2 separate regions of the Mus musculus genome follow, and region 2 is linked to region 1. The links are chromatin contacts, called in public HiChIP or PLAC-seq maps. All regions are on one chromosome and are shown on one strand. Each heading gives the region's core, a stretch centred on a gene start, on an enhancer-like site or on the middle of the called end of the contact. The rest is flanking DNA. Distances are from core to core; before and after follow the strand shown.

Region 1 (7,467 bases), core at 1,494-3,993:
GCAGAGACAGAACATTCCAAGAAAAGCAGCAACAGAGAGACCCAGACACGGGGCCTGCTAAGCTTGGCCAGTGTGGTTGCTGCAGGGTGATCTGAGAGAGGCGTGGTAGAGGAGGGCCTGCGCTTTGCCACTTCAGATTACATGGTCTGAAGATCTAGAAGGCTCTAGTCAGGACTGTGAAGGGTTTGCTTGCCCGCTACGCTGGAAGTAGACAGGTGTGGGTGGGGCAGAGGAAGGAGGATGCTGAGGCCATTCTTATGCTCCAGGCTCAGGACCCGTGGTAGCGATGACCATGTTGGGAAATGGACCCAGACGTGAGATAACGTGATCGCCAGGCACTGGCCTGAAGTTATGGAAGGATACAGTTAGTTACTGGCCGGTGAAGGCTTTAAGTGCGGTGGGTTTGGTGTGAATCTTGGCGGTTCCTACTAAACTCCCCCTGATGTCTATCAGGAGGAGATGCTGAGTACATACAAGGTGTGTATGTGTGTTCTCCAAGGCCACCGTAGCATATCACTCAACAACAGTGACTCCCCGTCTTCCTGTGACAGAGATCCAACACTCTGGAATCAGGGTTGAACAGGCCTACATTCCTTTCAGAAGGTCCAGCGAGCTTTTCCTTGCTCCTTTTCACCTGTCAAGGCCATCACATTCCTCAGTCTTGCTCCAATATTAGCTACAAAAAAAAAAAAAAAAAAAAAAAACAAACCTTACCAGAGGCAACTTAAGGGAGAGCCTGCTTTGGCTCGGGGCTCCAGAGAACAGGCCATCATTACTGAGAAGGCATGGTGGCAGGAGCTGGAGGCAGCTGGTTAAACTGTACCTGCAGTAAAAAAAAAAAAGCAGTGCGTGATGTGCCCCTGTGCTCTTGTAATCCTTTGGATTCAACCCAGGATTCCGGCCACAGAATGGCACTGCCACCCACAGTTAAGGTGTCTTGTCCCACTTCAGGTTACCCAACTAAGATAATCCCTCTCTGGCAAGCCTGAAGGTTAGCCTCGTGCAGATCATCTTTCAGAGGTGTGCCTATGGGCTGCCTTCCTAGGTGACTGTAGATCACATCAAGTTGACAGTCAAAGTTTAACTGCCCCAGGCTGCTTCTTCCATATTCAAAGTGTGGCAGACTATCTCTGCCTTGTGACCACTTTCCTCTCTCTGACTCTGGCCTTACCTTCCTCTCAAAAGGAGCCTCCTAATTTCTTGAGACCATGTGGATAATCCAGGATGTTCTTCTCAGCTCATCCTTAAAGTTGTTGAGTCTGCAATTCTGTTGGGGTTAGTATACACCCACAATCCCACACACAGGGAGTGGGGCAGGAGGATCAGGAGTTCAAGGCTAGCTTCAGCTACATGAGCTTCTGTCTTGGAAAAAAAAAGTACTTAAGAGGGAACTTAGTGGTCTCCTTTCATAGGACAGGGTAAAGCTGGACAAGGGATTCAGGAACTCAGTTGGACATTATTATCACCTCATTGTAAGCCTTCTCCTGTCCCCACCCTACCTTTTTCCTCAGTCCCCCAGCTCTGGGTGTCTCCAGATCCCAGCCATCTTATTGAGGCATCCCAGAGAACTTCTCTTTTGTAGGGCTCCCACATGAAATCCCACAGAAGGACTATGGTGGCTGTGGTTAGATCACATGGCTCATTGGATGGAAACTCTGGTGTCACCCAAGAAAACCAAATGAACTGGGGTGGTTCCCTGAGTAAGGGATGTGGAACAGCACTGTTTCTAGAAGCCGAGAAAAGGAAAGGATGTGAATGTGGCAGAAACTATAGTTACACCCCAAACACTTCAGACTTTTATTTTTAAACTTAGTTTCTAGTATTGAAAATAACCCAAAGTAGATAGAATTCTAGAATGATCCTTCAAGTGTCTACTCTCAGTGCTTCAGTTGTTCCCAACTTGTGGTCCAAGATTTCTCTTTTAGACTCATTAGGTTCCCCTCCCCCATTTTGGTATCTCACAAAGCAAATTCCAGACATCATATAGACTTTCCTGTAAATAGTTTAATACTATAAGGATTCTTTTTAGAAAACAGAGCCATAATGCCATGATAGTACTAGAAACTTGAACAAGAACCCATTGCAGATTCAGTATTCAAATTTCCCAGTTGTCTCAGGAATGGTTGGACAGAACCCAAATCTCCTTATGTGTCCTTGGATTATCACTCTTAAGCTTTTAGCCACAGTCTTCATTTCTTTTCTGTTGTTTTGACAAAATATCCCAACAAACACAGCTTAAGGGTAGAAAAGATGTCTTGTGGCTCATGACTCCAGGTTAGGGTCCATCATAGCTAGGAGGCTGAAGTTGCAGGCAGCAGGAACGTGGGCAGGAATAGAAGTGATTCTCAGCTCGCTTTTGTCACCCTTAGACTTCAGGATTTCCTGCCTGGGGAATAACGCCACCCTCGGTGGGCAGGTCCTCCTACCTTAGTTATTCCCGATTAAGATTATTCCTCACCGGCATCCTGGAAGGCTAACGGGATCTAGCCAGTCCCTTGTCGAGACTCTGTTCTCAGGTGATTCTACGTTATGTTTTGTGGACAACCTGAACCATCAGAGCAGCCAGGCACTCTGTTCTGTCTCTCCTCCCTCCCATGGTGACCATGTCGCCTCTTTACTTGACTGGCTTTTGTTCCTGTCACACTAGCACTTTCTCTTCTCAAATCCTCTAGCTCTGTGCACCACTGTGGAGTAATTCCGGTCCTCAAGTCCCTGGAGTCATTCTGAAAGCAGCAGTTGTGGTTTCGGGGTGTTTGTTTATGAACACCACAGAGGTCTACATACCGGGCACAATTCTGGCTTCCCTCTATCTTCAGTTTCCCTATTGAGAGTGAAAAGCATCCATACTTCTTCTCACAGCTCCTACTGTTTCTAGCTTTGGTCTTAGATTTTCAAATGGTCGTTTGCTTCAGGTGGGGCTTCCCTCTGCTGGTTCCCTCAAACCTTGCCAGGACGCACAAATTGGTGAGGTGAAGTGTGAACTTTCCTCTTCATGGTTGGCTGAGTTCAACTTTTGATCTATCAGCATGTGGCTCGGGCATACCAGAGTTCTGAATACTCTTGGAGCTGAGGGGTGGGGCTGGGGGCAGTGAGAGGAATGGGGCTTTGAAGAGATTGAGGAGGCTGCAGCGCTCACATTTAGAAAGGTCCTAGCCACCACCACCACCACCACCACCACCACCCCACACTGCTCGTTCAGTATCACAGGGAAAACTTGAAAATAGCTACTATGCATACTTTGCATAATAGCAATCATGAAGTTGCATCTCTCTCTCTCTCTCTCTCTCTCTCTCTCTCTCTCTCTCTCTCTCTCTCTCGTGTGTGTGTGTGTGTGTGTGTGTGTGTGTGTGCAGGTCCACACACCATACGTGTGCATGGGCAGGTAAAGACAGGGGGTCATGATCAGATGTACTCCTTGCTGGCTTTCTGTGTTGATTTAGAGATGAGATCTCTAATTGAACCTGACTGAAGCTCTGTATTTCAGTGAGGCTGGGAGCCACTGAGACCCTGGGCTCTGCCTCTTTCTGTCACCTCAGCACTGTGCTTGTGTTCCTTCAAGCCTTGATTTTACACAGGTGTTAGTGATTTGAACTCAGGTCATCACGGTTGCATATAAATATTTCACCCCACCCAGCTGTCTCTCCAACCTGAAAGATGGCTTTTTGTTTTCAGTGTGCTAAGAATTGAAATTCTGGCTTCACAGCTCCTAGGTAAATGTTCTATCCTGAGTCATATTCCTGGCCCTCTTTCTCTTTATATCTTAAACACTTCTTTTCTGTTGTTGTGTACTTCCCTTTATTATGACTTTCAAAGAGCCAGGGTACCTGAGTACTTCCTTCTTGGTCAGTCTCACAAAAGATCCTGGGTAGTGAATGGGACGCTCAGAGTTCAGATGCTGGTTCTAGGTCCCGTGCCAACTCGAAGGAAGGTTGGCTCATTTTTACCTCTGTTAAATGGGGTCTAAGATGTTTTATATCGTGGAACCGTGACCAAAGTCAAGAGAATCAGTGAGTTGTAGAGCCCTTTCTAATAGGCTGGACTTAGTATCGAGTCATACAATCTCGGCGCCTGTACCTCGAGGCTATGGCAATTGTGGGGATCGGTCACCTTGTTCTCCTAAAGCTCCCAGGCAGCCTGGAGCCTGGACATAGATGGAGAACCTGCTGCTGGCTCAGTCTGGCTGTAGCCTCCAGCTGGGTAAGAGGGACCTGGCGCAGAGCTGTGCGGCTATGTTTGGGAAGGAAATCTCTTTCCCTCTCCCTCTCTCCTGTGTTTAAGCTGTTAAGCACAGACAGCTATGAAAACTGGCATGTTTCTGTATTTTCAGATACTATTTTTCCATATTTGACGTGCTTTTGTATTCTCATTTTTTAAAGAGTGGCTATACCTCAAGCCTGGCATGTTCCTTGCACTGTATAAGAGTCCAGTAGATGTTTGGCACCCCGAACTCTGCTATAAGCAGACAAGAACTGCAACTACAAGCTTGGTGCTTATTTATCCTTATCTGAAAGTCACTACAGCATCCTAGTGCTCATTTTGGATTTCGGGAATGCCTTGTGCTGCAGAGGTGATCCTTGCCAGGTCTGCCTGTGTTGCTACTTTCTATATTTCCATCAGCTGCCTTTCTCCCTAGAGAATGTTTGCCTCTGTCCTAATCCTCCCAACCCCTTCCTAATAGGACCATCTAGCGCACATCTGTGTCCGTGAGAAAGGATCCCACTTTCCCGCCTCTCTAGCAGCTTAGTGAGGCTGTGTAATTCATTCTGCCAGTGGGCTGGAATGGAAAGCTGTGTTTCTAAGTGGCTGTGATAACCAAAAGCTCATGTGTAATTCTGGCTTTCCTTATCACCTGAAGAGGTCACAGGGTTAGGACAGGACATCTGTACATGAATAGAGTGTCTGTTGGCCTGACTCTGATACCGCATAAAGACAATTTCCTTGGGGAGTAATCTGGCCCACAATATACCTGGTGCAACTGAGAAATAAACATTGCTGATACGAGGCCCACAAGCCTGGGAATGATTTGCGAGTATGGCACAGTTTAGTCTATTCCCAGTATCACACATTCCATCTCAAAAGTCTCTCAGCCTAGTTATCGATTTCCAGACCTTCCTGGTATGTGCACAGTAAATCTGGAAAATCTCTGCATGTCTACATTTTTTTTTTTTAGATTATATACAAGTAAGCTTTACAACATGATATGTGTAGCTTGGTATGTGGAGTAATTCTATCTGGGTGATTGTCTTGTTTGAGTTTTAGATATTAATTTACATCTATAATTTGATTATGTTTATTACAAATGATGTTTCCCTCTCATTCTTAAAGGTTGCATAAATATACCTTAAGATTTCATTTTGGAGAACATGAAGCAACTCGAAGAGAGATCTGAAGTAGTTGAGAGTGTAATAATTAATATCAGGAATGGCAAAAATATAAGAGGTGGTGCTCAACTGATAGACGTTTGGAGAAGTTGGGTCTGAAAGATCATTTAGCAGAACATCTGTCAAACAAGACCTCCATGAGATGGGGAGGGGGATTTATATTTTTTTATATCAGAGTAATTTAGTATTAGTTCATGGCTGCTTCAAATGAGCTGATAGTATTACATGTGTGTGTCTGTGTGTGTATATCTGTGTGTGTGTGTGTGTGTGTGTGTGTGTATGTCTGTGTGTGTGTCTCTGTGTGTGTGTCTACATATCTTTGTGTATATGTGTGTGTGTGTATCCTCTGTCCATGTAGAGTTTAGAATAACACCTCGAGTTTCATTTCTCAGATGCCACCCACATATTTTGACATAGTCTCCCACTGACCTGCGTATTAGTTACTTTTCTACAGCTGTGGCAAGACATGATAAAGGAAACTTGTAGAAGTAAGAGGGGGCTCCCAGTTCCAGAGACTTAGAAAGGACCGACTCCCAAAGTTATCCTTTAATAAATGTGTGTCATGGCAGGAAGACAGCCATGTTTGTGTGCACATAGTTATGAACATCAAACACACAAACAGGAAGTACGTTAAATACACGGAATATATTAATTCTATTTATAATATGTATATATATGGAAATACACTTGTCTTTTAAACCTTTAGGGCCATAGGATTGTACTCAAACGTAGACATGGCATATTTATAAAATCATACAGAAAATAACCTTTGCAATGTTCAAAAAAGTCAGGAACATTTTTTCTTTTAGTCAGAAAACAGTTCCTACTTCAAAAATTTTCCAAGAGGACTGGTGAGATGGCTCAGCAGGTAAGAGTACTGACTGCTCTTCCGAAGGCCCTGAGTTCAAATCCCAGCAACCAGATGGTGGCTCACAACCACCCGTAATGAGATCTGATGCCCTCTTCTGGTGTGTCTGAAGACAGCTACAGTGTACTTATTTATAATAATAAATAAATCTTTGAGTGAGGGGCCAACTAGAGCAAGTGGGGTTGACTGGAGCGAGCAGAGGTCCTGAATTCAATTTTCAACAACCAGATGAAAGCTTACAACTATCTGTACAGCTATACTGTATACTCATATGCATAAAATAAATAAGTCAATCTTAAATTTTTTCCAAGAAATAATGTTTCTTATCCACCCCGAACTCATATTTGACCAAAGATGAGCATTGGTGGCCTCGCAGCACGTAAGAATGTGAAAGCCCCAGTTTAGTTTTCATGTGGGTCCTGAACAGCTAGAGTCGGGGCTATCCCAAAAGCTGTTGCCTGTATGTGGGATATGTTCTTCCAGCTGGGCTGCCTTGTCTGGCCTCAGTGGGAAAGGAAGCACCTAGCCCTGAAGAGACTTGATGTGCCAGGGTGGGGGGATACTCAAGGGGCCTCACCTGCTCAGAGGAGAAGGGGGCAGGGAGTGGGGAAAGAATTTTGGGAGAAGGTGACTGAGAGGGGCCAGTGAGGGATGTGTAAACTAATAAATAAAATAAAATAAAATAAAATAAAATAGAATGTGAAAGCTCATGGGAAACATGCTATGTAGCTAACATTTTTTCTTTTGACCAGGCTTTCTTTTTTCCCCCCTAAAACTTGATTTATTTTTATGAGTGTGTACACATGTATGTGCTGGTGAGAGCAGAGGCCCGCAGAAGTCATTCCACTTCTTGGAGCTGGAGTTACAGGTAGTTGTAAGCCACCCAATACGGGTGCAGAAAAATCTAGCTATCACCACCTGCAAGATCAGCATAAGTGCTCTGAAGCACGGAGCCATCTCTCCAGCCCCGTAGCTGACATCTTAAAGTGAAGACCTGTCCTCATATCCAGAAGGGATGTGGCTGAAGCCACAGAGGGGCTGTGGAACCTTCAGCCATAAGCATCTTTGTATCCCATTCTGTGCGTGCAGTGTCGTCGCTTGACTTCTCTCACAATACAAGGACTTACTTCTGTGCTAGCTCGCCACACAGATAGCAAGCTTTGCTCTTATGTGTGGCATTGTGTCTTTCACACCAGAACTACCCAAGGAAATACCCTC
Region 2 (6,517 bases), core at 1,300-3,799, 770 kb before region 1:
CAGAAAGATAGCAGCTAGAAGCAAAACCACGAACTTGGTTCACAGAGATTTCTTGGTGCACTGTCACTCTCCCTTGTTGCATGTATATCACACCATACTCTGGGTTGTGGAGAGATTTGTCTTCCTTAGCGGTAAGCACTCCGTGATTCACTCTTTACCAAGAACTAAGGAAGAGGAAGTTCAGCAAATCCTCCCCTTTAGGAGTTGGCCCAGGATTATGTAAGTGGGTTGAGAGGAATAGTAGAAACAGATGATTTTAATTCACCTCATCTGTTCAGTACCTGCAGCGCAGATGCGGTGTTTGTGAGCATTGCAGCATCTGTTTCATTATACTGTTACCACATCCCTAGACTCTTTCGGCGCATTAGCCATCTTCAAATTGTCTTTCTGAAACATATGTATGCATTTATATATTCCCTCTGCGATGCCTTATTGAATATGATCAGGCAAAATACACCCATTTCTGTGAAATGGTAGAAGCTACTGCGTGTTTCTTTTTAAAACATCGAAAGACATCCTATAATTTTCTTCAATGGGTCTCCATGCCCTTTCCTTGAAAATGTGTGATGTCATTCATTATCCTTACCATCTCCATTACTTTTATTATGATGAGAGTTTAATGCAGGCGATAGGCATCATCTGTCTAAGGTACATATAGCTCTACATAATCTAGCCCAAAGGGTTCCTTTTTAGCTCTGAAAAGGAAATTGTCGTTTTAGCACATGCTATGTAGAATCTTGTTGAGATGCAGCACAAAGGGAACCCTATTAAATCAGGAACCAGCATGCACACTCTGCAGAGGCCCCTCGGTGGAGGCTCATTGGATGATTTCTGCCCTCTCAGGCCACCTCCCCATCTACAGTGTTCTGTGGGACACTGTAGGACAGCATCAGTGCTTGGTGGGACAGCCGACAATCAGAGCGGTGTCATAATGACCACTGCTATGCTCTGTGGGCTATTCTTGCCTTAACATTTCTTAACTCTTAGAATACTTCCTGGTCCTCTACCTCCTCTGCCTATAAAGAGTGAAAGGGGCCCTCTCATGAGACCACCTATTCCTTCCGTTCCCACCCAGTAGAATAGTATTTACAGTGAGCCTAATTTTTCTTATGCCTTTCCAGACCGGACTACTGGACTTCAGAGAGATAGAGAATGAGCCTATATTTATGGGCTTTTAAAGAATTATTTATTTATTTTATTTTTATGAGTACACTGTAGCTCCCTTCATGCATGCCAGAAGAGGATATCGGATCCCATTACAGATGGTTGTGAGCCACCATGTGGTTGCCGGGAATTGAACTCAAGACCTCTAGAAGAGCAGTCAGTGCCTTTAACCACTGAGCCATCTCTCTAGCCCATCTCCTAAGTCCATGGAGTAATGTTGTTTATTCCACAGTGAAGGGACAAGCATGTGAGTAAATGAATGTAGAGAATTTTAAATAGTGTTTCAGTATATCATTTTAAGAGAGCACTTATTAAATAGTAGAGACTCAATAAGTACTGCATTTTGATAATTCAACGAGTCATATATTTTTGATGAGCCGAAGTCATCTTCCCTGCATCTGGGTAAAGTATTCAGTAACAGACAAGAAGAACTCAGTCTCTGTTTAGATGAAAATAAAATATAGCACTTTGTCCTATATTTTAACCTGAAAATTGTTATTAATTTATCCATAACTTGCTTTGAGAAGTGCACAAATGTTCAGCGATTCCTCTGTATTTGAAAGCTCCAAGAATGACATCAAAGTATATTTTTAACACTGTAACATAGAAAAAGTTGGCTGTCTGCTATGGCCCCTGCTGAGGGTCTCTCTCCTGACTGGGATCAGGAACAAACACTGTCTTTGTGTCATCCAGGTTGACAGGGAGGCTGCAGCGGACTCTCACCTTGTCCGAGACCTCTAGCCAAATGCCTTCCCTGTTTCTTCTCCCTGTGCTCTCTGCAGAGGAGCTAACTTCAAAATTGCATCAGCCGGCTCGGCTCACTGTTATTTCAAAGTGATGCTCACACGTGAGAAAGAAGCCTGTGGCAAGCCTTTCAAAGTACTAAAACTGTGACTCACTGCCAGACAGAAAAAAAAAGTCTTCTTTGCACACACACACACACACACACACACACACACACACACACAAGCCATAACACGCTACTGCTAAAATTAAAATTAATTTTTTTCTCAAAACAGGCCATCCATGGCTACACATCAGTAATAACATTACAACTTAAACCTTAACAAAAAGAGTCTAATTTTCCAGTGGATTCGGGGAAGAACATTAGATAATACTTAATAGCAGGAGCAAAACAGAGATGTTCCCTGAAAAGTGATTTAACTGGGTGATGTCATGGAGTTATGAGGGAAGGGTAGTCTGGCTTTCTTGGCAATGTGAGCTTCAAATGAAGTTTGGAAGTAATTTAAAAAAAAATGTTGTTCCACAAAAATGTATCAGTCATATAATTCAGAAAAGCCGTGACTTTGCACTTAGGAAAGACTGTCTCCTCTCTCTACTTCATCTCCAGAGCTGATTCTGTCACTTAAATAGAAACCACAGGCCTTGCTTGACACATGCTACTCCGACTCTCACTTCCTGTTTCATAACAAACTACTCCCCCTCCCTTCTGGGAGCTTGCAATCTGTCCCAGAAGCCGCAGATGTATGATACAATGAAGCAAAAACTGAGGGAGAGCAATTAGTCTGAGGACTAAAAGAAAAAAAAAAAAAAAACTGTTTCTTTGTCTTCCTTCCATCCGGGTAGTTGCTGAAGATCGGAGAAAGCAAGGAAAGATCAATATGCATCTCCAACATGTCAAAATAGGTTGAAAAATGAAACATTCATTCGGCCTCTCGCTTGTTTATGTTTGTAGTGCATGTTTGGTAGCTGAATTGGTCCCTTTGGATATTGTCAAGTGGGGCTTGAAGGAATAATGAGCAGACACTTATTTTAAAGAGCAAACAGCAGTGTAAGAGGAGAAGCAAAAATAGCAGAGCTGGAGAGTGGGTTCTATGAGGTGGAGTATGACAGAGTCTAACTCGCTTCTCATCCAGCTGAGAGCGCTTCCTAAGGACACCACCCAAAGAGCCATGAAGCTGGAAAGGGCAGGCATTTGCATCCTCAGCCAGAGCTTCTGATTGACAGCCCACTTACCCGAAAGCATCAGGAGGCTTTGGGAAGTGTGCCCACATTCAGCCAAGATCAAGCCTTTTTGGATATAAGCATATATAATGAGGTGCATGAGCAAGGAATCTTAAAGCAAGGTGGTAAGTGGATTCAACATTAACCATACTGTTTATCCACTTTAAACAGAGTCAGAAAGGAAAGTTCATTGAGGGGCTGGGGAGATTGCTTGGTCAGCAAAGTCCTGCTCCTCAGGCGTGAGGATCTGAGTTGCATCCCCAGAATCCAGGGAAAAAAAAGCAGGGTATAGCACACACTTGTAAACACAGTGTTGAGAAGGTCCCTACTGCTCCCTAGGTCAGCTTAGTAAATAACAGGATCCTCGTGAAAGTGAGAGACCAAAGGAGGGTGTCTTAGTCAGGGTTTCTATTCCTGGACAAAACATCATGACCAAGAAGCAAGTTGGGGAGGAAAGGGTTTATTCAGCTTACACTTCCATACTGCTGTTCATCACCAAAGGAAGTCAGGACTGGAACTCAAGCAGGTCAGGAAGCAGGAGCTGATGCAGAGGCCATGGAGGGATGTTCTTTACTGGCTTGCTTCCCCTGGCTTGCTCAGCCTGCTCTCTTATAGAACCAAGAGTACCAGCCCAAAGATGGTCCCACCCACAAGGGACCTTTCCCCCTTGATCACTAATTGAGAAAATACCCCACAGTTGGATCTCATGTAGGCACTTCCCCAACTGAAGCTCCTTTCTCTGTGATAACTCCAGCTGTGTCAAGTTGACGCATAAAACCAGCCAGTATAATTGATCCCTTGTCAACTTGACAAACAAACACATCACTAGTAAGCCTCAACCCTTAGTTCTTATTCATCTCCAAGATCTTGAATAACTTTAAAAGTCCCACAGTCTTTACATATTAAAAATTCAATCCTTTAAAAATATCCAATATCTTTTAAAATCCAAGGTCTTTTTACAATTAAAAGTATCTTACCTGTGGGATCCACTAAAATATTTTCTTCCTTCAAGAGGGAAAAATATCAGGGCACAGTCACAATCAAAAGCAATAATTAAACTCCAACTGTCCAATGTCTGGGATCAAACTCACAATCTTCTGGGCTCCTCCAAGGGCTTGGGTCACTTCTCCAGCCATGCCCTTTGTAGCACACACCTTGTCTTCTAGGCTCCAGCTGTACTCCACTGCTGCTTCTGTTCTTAGTGGTCATCTCATGGTACTGGCATCTCCAAACCACTGCTGTCTTCCACTGTAACTTGGCCTCAACAATAGCCTCTCATAGGCTCTCTTCATGGTGTCAAGTCTCAGCTCCTTTGCATGACCCCCTCAGTCCTGGGCCATCGATTGCAACTGAGGCTGCACCTTCACCAATGGCCTTCCATGGCCTCTCACAGTGCCGAGCCTCAGCGTGACCCCTTCATGCCTTCAAAACCAGTACCACCTGGGTAACTCTTACACATTTCCAAGTTGAGCCACAGCACAAGGTACAACCTTGGCTATCTCTGGAACACAGCCTCTGTGCTCTCAGAAAACACTTCCCAGAAGATGTCACCTCAATGATGGTGGTCTCTTCTTAATCACCGCTAATTTCTTAGCTCCAGCTAACCAGCATCAATAGCCCCAGTATTTTTAAAAGATTCATTCTTATACTTCTGTTCCTCTAGAACCAATCCTGGTACCAACTTCTGTGGGGACAGAGAAGGTCACAGAGACAGGTTACAGAGGAGAATGAGAGTACTCAGGATGCAGTGTGTGTGTGTGTGTGTGTGTGTGTGTGTGTGTGTGTGTGTGTAAAATTGTCAATGAATAATTTTAATTAGTAGATGAAACAAAGGTTGAAAGCATCTGAGGAAGACAACAGAGGTTGACACTTGGCCATCACATGTGTGCACATAGAGTGGTAACACACATGCACCCATGTTAATGCACATACAAAAAGCACAGACACCTAAAGTAAAATATCAAAATAAAAGGGTGTACTAAAGGAAGGCACCAGAGGGATCTGGAAATGTTCATGAGAGGATCTGGAGTACAATCAAAACTGGTCCCTGGCCATGTTGTGCACATAAATGGTGACATTTGTCTACAACTCAGATGATTATTTCTGTAATTCAGAAAGAGAAATGAAATGAAAGCGTACACACGTCAGACTGACATGTAAGCATTTCTCAGTAGACTGAGGCAATGGGTTGAATTTAACACCTATAAATTTCATTTCTTCTTCAGATCTTAATCTAGATCACATTTCTTCTTAAAGGCCTCTCTCTGTCTCTGTCTCTCTGTCTGTCTCTGCCTCTCTCTCTCTCTGCAAACATTATAAGATAAAGAAGGGGTCTTTATCCACCCTTTTGCATGTTGCTATATACTTTTTCAGCACCATGTTTCCTCATTTTTGCATATTCCCTTTTTTGTAAGAAAGGACCTCATGTAGCCAAGGCTGGCCTCAGAATCACATTGCAGCTGAGGGTAGTCTTGAACTCCTGAACCTCCTGCCTCTACTTCTCAAGGCCGAGGATTGCAGATGTGTGTCTGCATGCCCAAAACTCATGGTATGTTCTTAGAATTCTTCTCAAATATTCTTCAAGGAAACTTAAAATAGCACTGCCATGCGAGCTATTAATTTCACATCTGATTTTTTGTCCACCAGATTTACAGATTTGTCATTTTCAGAATTATTCACAATGTCCAAGACACAGGATCAACTTAAATGTCCATCAGGGATCAGACAGAAGGCAATGCAGTATATACATGGCATGAAATACCATTAAAGCTTTAAAAAGAAGAAAATCCTTCATAAATCACAACATGGGTGAAGCTGGAGGTTATCATACTAAATTAAATAAGGCAGTCAAAGAGGGCAAAACCTGCATATTTCTACATGTATGAGGTATCAAACACAACCAAACTCATACATGCGAAGATTTGTGTAGTGATTTCCAGAGTTGGGGGAAGGAGGGATATGAGAAGCTATTGGTCAATGCTTAAAGGACTAGGTATGTATAGCTGAACAAGCTACCACAGCATATGATACAGAACTATAAGCTCAAGGCAATTAGAAGACTGGAGTTCATGTTAAGTTTTCTTAACAAGCACACACACACACACACACACACACACACACACACACCACCACCACACCACACCACATCACACCACACCACACCACACCACACCACACAAAAAGGGCTTGAGCAAACTTTTTGAATGTAATGAAGCTGGGTACCACCTTAACTGTTTGATGAGTCATTAGTCCAAAAACATGTTTGGTGCTCAGAAAATTTTACTTAAATATATGCAGCTATTATTTACCATTTTATATCGAAAATGGATTTAAAAAGTGAAATTTCCCTTTGCAGCAGATGGAGATTATTACACCAAACCTCAATTGG

What was found. HiChIP or PLAC-seq counts read pairs in DNA pulled down with a chosen protein or histone mark.
Region 2: an H3K4me3 HiChIP or PLAC-seq map of the 230-238 cell line shows a contact between it and region 1, with 10 read pairs. The contact joins two enhancer-like sites. A contact is called at or near these places in 19 of 484 Hi-C or Micro-C datasets (the C2C12 cell line, the HL-1 cell line, the N1E-115 cell line and 11 more) and 4 of 115 datasets of contacts at active chromatin or transcription factors (the 230-238 cell line, astrocytes and large pre-B cells).

Annotation. Positions count from the first base shown.
Region 1 is chr10:13,433,872-13,441,338 of GRCm38.p6, reverse strand. The region is part of intron 1 of Phactr2 (phosphatase and actin regulator 2); the gene reads left to right. Among named protein-coding and RNA genes, the nearest start is that of Phactr2, 37 kb to the left of the region's middle. Within about 2 kb of position 2,743, at least 69 of the 459 cell types and tissues checked have an H3K27ac peak or open chromatin away from gene starts, as enhancers often do. A contact at or near this core is called in the 230-238 cell line and uterus, where this site is marked.
Region 2 is chr10:14,203,878-14,210,394 of GRCm38.p6, reverse strand. No RefSeq gene overlaps it. Among named protein-coding and RNA genes, the nearest start is that of Gm51759, 80 kb to the right of the region's middle. Within about 2 kb of position 2,549, at least 130 of the 459 cell types and tissues checked have an H3K27ac peak or open chromatin away from gene starts, as enhancers often do. A contact at or near this core is called in the 230-238 cell line and uterus, where this site is marked.